2 separate regions of the Anas platyrhynchos genome follow, and region 1 is linked to region 2. Evidence: chromatin contacts called from public Hi-C data. All regions are on one chromosome and are shown on one strand. The core of a region is the stretch at or near the end of the contact, and the rest is flanking DNA. Distances in the headings are between cores, read along the strand shown.

Region 1 (3,004 bases), core at 411-2,910, 240 kb after region 2:
TTATTTACATTTAGCTGGCGCATTTCTGGAGCAGCTCTTGATCCCATGCCTAGCAGGCTCCAGACATCAAGGGAAGGTTCAGCCGTCTCTGAAAGCACTACAGAAGAAAACTATTGTGGTGGCTGGCTTCTCCTCCTCCCAGTTTTATTTTGATTTTCACGTTTAAAAAAAAAAAAAAAAACACTCCTCAGGGCATAGGAAAAAAATCCCAGCGTCAGCAGAAATCCTGCAGCTTCCTGGAGGAAAACGGAGCTCCAGGGAGTGGGCAGCACGGCCAGCGAAGGGGAGAGGACAGCTGGAACGGGAGCAGGCACAAACCTGGGAGGGCACAGATACTCCGTGACTTTGGAGCATGCTTTGGGAAAGCAGGTCAGCGTCCTGCAGAGAGGAAGGGACGAGGCAGTAACACCGCGTGGAGCAGCAGCACCAGCTCGGTTTTGCTGTTTATGTAGGGAAGCCATGCGTGATGCTAGCTGGACACAAACAGGCTCCCATTCCTGGGCGCATTTTACTCGTTTGGGGAAAAAGAAACAAACTGGAAGTGCCCAGAGCTGTGAGCTGGGCTTCCAGCGCTGACCAGCCACAGCACGGCGGCTGCAGCCCGGCCCCGGCACAAAAGCCAAAGTTATTTCAGCACATACCCAGCGCTGGAAAGAGGCACCCCAGCCCTGCCAAGACACATGCAGCGTGTCTTTTCCGTCCTTGTGACCATTTACCCTGCACGGCCAGAGCCTGCAGAAGTGCTAAAACACCGTTCAGTTCAGAACGAGCAGAGTAAACTCGGCACCTTGTAAAACGAAGCGCTAACCCAACACCCCGCGAGCACCTGGCTGCGAGCACCGGGGAGATGCGTTTCCACAGCCTAAAGCTTTCCACTCGCGGAGGGTACGACCACAGCAGCAGGCAGACACCCAAGCTGCGCGGGAAGCATCCAGGAAAGCCTCCTGGAAAGCCGGGGGCAGGCACCGCGGGCCCGAGGTGCACCCCAGGCTGCGACGCCCCTCGGCACTCACCGGTCGACGGCTTCCACATCAAAGCAAAATCTCTTCTCGATCGAGTCGGTTTTCCGCCGTGTGCAAGATTTGAGGATAACAGCTTCGTCTTCTCCCTGAGAAGAGACAGAATCACAGGTAAGGCGGAGAACAGCCAACCGTGCGCCTGCCCCCAGCGCCCATCGCGCTCCCCATTACCGCGTTCAAACCAGAGGGAGCTTTGGTAACACCAGCAACGCATCGCCTGCTAGAAATGCGTAATTACACATCCCAAATGAGGGCTTGTCTTTCCACCTTGGCAGACGTGGTTATTCCAAAACAAGGAAGTGTCCCTTCTGAGGGCACGCGGTGAGCTTCATGCACCGCGTATCGCGCAGCCCACGTTTCAGGCAGGCAGGGAGCGTTGGACCGCAACTTTTGGGCAAAGCTTTATTTTCCATTGCTGAACAATGCCTCACAGACCTGGCTGTCAATTCTCACTCCAGCGCTGGCTGCATTTTTGGCAGCGTTCTGCACACACAAACCCCTAACGGGAGCAAACATGTCTTCAAATGTTTATTATTTAACAAAGCAATGACAAAACCGTCCTCCCATCCAGGCATCCGCATCCAAGCCGTGCTGGATTTCCCCACGCCGAGCAGCAGTCGGACAGGATCTGCGTGCACTGCTGTCCTCTGCTGGAGGAAGGCCCTCCTCAGGCCCTGCCAGCACAGAAAATTCTCCCTTTGCGATTTTTAAAATCCACCGATGACTCAATAGAAGATAAATCCTGCGCGTGTTCCTGGAGACGGCCGCTTCTCTGTGCTCTCCGTGCTGTTCTAGACGACACCTTGGCTGACCACCCTGTTCCCTGACATCGCCGTTTTCCAGGAAACCTATTTAGGGCCCCAGCAGGAACTCGGAAGGACAGCTCGGAGGGGTCTCTGCAGGGCTGCTCCCCAGGGTCTGGCACGCTGCCTGCGCCCTGCCGCTCACCGCGGGCACGAGGCTGCTCCCGAGCTGCCCTGCTCCCCCTGGTATTCGGGGAATGCCCCACTTCAGAGCCGCCGATATCAAACGATATCCAACGCCAGCCGCAGCCCCAGGCACGCTCGTGAGAGGCTGGCAGCAGCAGAGCCTGTGGTGGCCCACGTGTGGCTGTCCCCTCCTGCAGCACCACCCCGTGCCCGCAGCGCACAGACCCCAGGACACCCGGCCACGGCGCTCGCTGGTGAGCTGTGCACAGCCTGCACGGGGCTGTGCTTCAGGGGGAGCACAGGGCACGAGACCCAGCACAGGCAGTGCTTTCTGCCAGGATGCTACAAGCCTCCAGACCTCAGGAGAGCAGCGCCGGAGCGGGCGCCCGCCCTGCACGAGGAGGGCACTGCGGTGTGCGGCAGCGCCCACACCCCGGGCACCGGGGAAGCCGTGAAGTGGGCAGGGACCACATGAAATAACACACAGCAGCTGACAATTACAAGGCTGGCATACTTGAAGGCTAAGTTATAATGAAGATGCTCCGAGGCAAGAGGAAATTCATTTTAAAACTTGCCCTGCTCCCTTTGCCAGCTCCCTTTGCCAGCAAGGAGCCGCACAGAAGCCTGCAGAGCTGCCACAGGCAGCTCCCCTGGACGGGGACGATGCTCGCAAACCACCCCAGCTGGGAACACACCGGGGGGCTTCATTGTTCCTGCTTTAGAGGAGAGGAAAGCCAGACCCTGCTACAGCTGGGCTTACGCTGCCCGGGAGCGCTCCCCCTGCACTGGCACACGGGGTCCGAAGGGAGCTGCACGCTCTCCTGCAGCTCTGCCCAAAACGGCCCAAAAGGAAGCAGCTTTATCGGCCAAGCCACAGGCAGCGGGGAAGGAGCAAAACAACCGACAGCCTGCCTGCCCTGCTCCTGCAGGAATCAGGGACCGGGAACCAGGCGGTCACGAGGGTGTGCATAGCACGGCCGCTGCGCCCCCAGAACTGCCACCACCGCCTCTGCCAGCAGCATCACGGCACGGCCAGGGCGCACGGCCAGGGGGCAC
Region 2 (3,436 bases), core at 375-2,874:
GTTCTAATTTTACCAATTTTCTTTAATTTCCTTCTCCTGTAATACTGGGATATTCATTTTTCCCCTTTTTATTTCACTGGATTCATTCTGAGCATTTTTCCACTGATATTTAATACTTGCTGTTCAGACTGTAACAGCTATGCTTGTAGGTGAAAAAACTCATGTTGTGTTGCCAAAAGAAGAAATATAAGCCAAACTGCTTGTGTTAATATTTGCATTTGCAAGTACTGACTTTTCTCCAGTACTAGACCCTCTCTAGTAGTAAAAGGACCCGAGAAATATGTTTGCTGGTTAGAGGGAAGGATGCAAAAAATATTCATGGAAAATACCTCTTATTCAGTAATGTTTTCAAAATATATAGAGTACTTGGAAGTGTCAGCTGTCTGCTTAGCAGCTAGAAAATATTATGCTATGGTCCCGTCCCCTAGAACAATTTCCTATTTGCTCTAACTGCTGTGTTCAGGCTTTAAGGAGCAGTTAACCCAACGCTGTAACGGCTGGGCTGCTGTGGGCCACTCCGTGCTGGCTGGGTTTGGCTTTTTGTCTCTAACCCCTGTAATGGTGAGATGAGCTTTGGTGCTTTTGCCAGGTGCCTTGTGTTTGGATGTGGCAGAAAGTGGCCTTCAGTGCAAAGACTGCCTGTAACTCCCTTTTCTGGACTTGGAAGCTCTGACCTTCCATTTGAGGATGACACAGGACAGGACTTGCTTTTGCTTTCAGCTCTTCCCTCAAGAAGAAATCTGTTTCACCAGATATAGACTTGGTCCTACTTTCTTTGGGGGAGAGTTTCTGACTGGGTGAATGCTGGCGGGCGCGAGCCCTGGTGCACAGAGGGATGTGCTTTTAGGCCCAGTGCTGCAGGACTGAAGGGTGGGAGAGGGCACCCAGATGGAGCCCCTAGGGGACCTGCCACAAAGCCATGCCTGGGGGAGCAAAACCCTCTGTAGGAGTGTTTTAATTGTTCGAACTGTGACTGCTTTGGGGCAAACGAAGGTGTAGCTGTGGTGTACCACGAGCCCCACGGGACACCACCTCCTGCACCCTGAGGAGAGCAGTGGGCACTGGGGGTGCTGCCGGGCGAGGGCTGGGCTGCTCCTGGTTCCCCTGCCTGGGGAAGGGGCAGAAGCCAGGCAGCCCTTGGCAGTGTTTGGGGGCTCGACAGAAGGCAGGGGAGCTGTGCGGGCATCGCAGCGAAACCTGCCCGGATGGAAGATGGCTGAGTACAGCCTATTGAGTACAGCCTATTGCATCCTGAGGGCAACGAGCACTTAATCCCCCTCTCCTGGGGGTCGGCCTGCACCGGGCAGAGCTCTGCCTCGCCTTCAGACCCCCCCATGTCCGCTCCCGCTTTGGAAGGCCGGCGGGGGGGGCCTGGGCCCGGCAGGGGGGGCCCGGGCCCGGCAGGCGGCGCCGCGGAGCGCTCGGAGGCCGCTGGCGGGGGGCCGGGCCGGGCCGGGCCGTGGCGGGGGCACCCCTGGGCCGCGGAGCGGAGCCTCAGCAGCTGGGGGGGACCCGAGCCCCACCGACGGCCCCAGGGCCGAGAAACCCTGCTAAGCGGGGAGCAGGGAGCCTCTGCCACGGGTGCTCTTCATCCTTTCGGCCTCTTGCTGCGGGAAGCTGTCTGCCATAAACAAAAGCGCCGAGGCATGCGGTGGCAAGGAGGCAGGATGCTCCCCCAGCTGTCCCTCAGGCCCTCGCAGTTTGCCCCGAGTGTTTGTCGCTGGGACTGGCAACAATAATGATTGCACGGTTTGATGAAGTCCGCGTTCTTTTTTAGAAAATGGAATTTATGCGACGAACGTGCCTCTCGCTGCTGGCCGTGCGCTGTCACAACGAGAGGAAGAGACTTGCGGGGTGGAATTGTGCTCCCAGTCGCATTGATTTAGCGATTAGTGTCATGTTCGTCTTGAATTTTGTGATTTCTGCTCATTAACCTGAAAATGTTCCTGCAATTTTCTTCTCCTAGACTGCTTTGAAAGTACCAAAGCGGATTGTATTCAGTGTCTGAGTGCGTGAGAGCAACTGTCTCCTGCAAGGCACTAAACAATAGGGAGAGTCTGAGAAGCACTAAATAATACTTAAATCATTACATTTTATCATTTGTTTAAATCCTTGATTTAAATACTATTTGTCTGTTTTATTTCAGCTGTTTGAAGATTTGGACTAGATCACTATATATATGTATATATATATATATATATTAAAAAAAAACAACACTTCAACTCTCTCTGCACTGCCTAATTGTTGTAGTTAGTAAATAAATAATGTGGTCCCAATTCTGATCTCATTTGCTGTAGTTATACCCTGGCTCGCTTCCACCAACTGTAAGGAAATTGATTTCTATTTTACAGTACTTTGCACAGCCTATTGCACGCTGCACCATCTGTGTGCACTTGCTTGCACCCTGTCAGGCTAATGTGGACTCATTTTAGGACTGAGACGAGCAGATCAGAGAGAAATGAGAGCAGCAAAGCCCTCTCCACGCAGCCCTGCCAAGTCAGGTGGAGATTTGGGGGAATGACTGCGGGGTCCGGAGGTGCCACTTCAGCCTCGCAGCCCCCAGCCTGGAGCTGTGCCCGTTCTCCCCATCAGATATCAAGCATCGTTTGATTCCCGTGTTCAGTTCTGAGTTGTGTTTTTTTGTTGTTGGGTTGATTTTATTTTATTTTATTTTTAATCCAACGGCTATCCTCATTATACCCCTGCTGTATCTATTATCGTTCTTGGTGGCATGCACATCCACTTGTCTTCCTCTAAAATTAGCTGTGGCACAGAGAGGTTTGTGGTTGGCAGCATCTCCTCCCTACTGGAGCTCTTGGCTGGCAAATAACCATGGCAAGGCTGTTTTGGGGAGCTGCAAGAGGGGTTCCACCAAAGTGCTGGTGGAAATGCCAAGGAGGGCTGCCTGCGCTCACCACTGGATGCGGTTGCTGTGTCATCATTCTGTGTCCTGAAGTCACACAGTAAATGTCCGGCTGCTCTTGTGACCCTGTGTGTTAGTGTAGGCCAGCCCAAGGCACTATTCCCTTTTCAGTTTGGATGCTTTATACCCCACACAAGGGATGGAAAGGGCAAATTCCTAAAATTGTACCCCCAAAAGCCATTTGACAGGCCCTCAGCCAGGCAGGGGAAATGTGCCCAGTGGCTTGGGACGCTGCGGCTCCAGGAGGCAGTGAGGGGCAGGGGTAAGAGCATGAGGAGTTCTGGAGAAAGGGGGGGAGCTCGGGGGCAAAACCTCTGCCTCCAGATACGGGGCTGACCTTGCTGACTCTGCTCTCACTGAGTTGGAGAACTGTCTCAAAATTCCTTTGCTCTCCTTTCCCAGACTGCTTTCTTTGAGCCAGGTTATAAACTCATCTGCCCAAACAGTAACCTAATAAGCTACAGGATATTCCAGAATGTGCAATCTATTTCTTTCATGTGCTAATTGTGCTTT

Evidence for each region. A called contact is a pair of places that touch in the nucleus more often than the background predicts.
Region 1: a contact with region 2 is called in a Hi-C map of subcutaneous adipose tissue, with 3 times the contacts expected there. The contact joins two enhancer-like sites. A contact is called at or near these places in 3 of 8 Hi-C or Micro-C datasets (liver, skeletal muscle and subcutaneous adipose tissue).

What each region holds. Positions count from the first base shown.
Region 1 is chr14:1,283,686-1,286,689 of IASCAAS_PekinDuck_T2T, forward strand. ARHGAP26 (Rho GTPase activating protein 26) reads right to left here. Exons shown (of 23, transcript XM_072023306.1): 10 at 1,014-1,108. Among named protein-coding and RNA genes, the nearest start is that of ARHGAP26, 24 kb to the right of the region's middle. Within about 2 kb of position 1,661, at least 4 of the 8 cell types and tissues checked have an H3K27ac peak or open chromatin away from gene starts, as enhancers often do. A contact at or near this core is called in subcutaneous adipose tissue, where this site is marked.
Region 2 is chr14:1,042,952-1,046,387 of IASCAAS_PekinDuck_T2T, forward strand. All of the region lies in intron 2 of LOC110353236 (a long non-coding RNA gene), which reads left to right. Among named protein-coding and RNA genes, the nearest start is that of NR3C1, 68 kb to the right of the region's middle. Within about 2 kb of position 1,625, at least 4 of the 8 cell types and tissues checked have an H3K27ac peak or open chromatin away from gene starts, as enhancers often do. A contact at or near this core is called in subcutaneous adipose tissue, where this site is marked.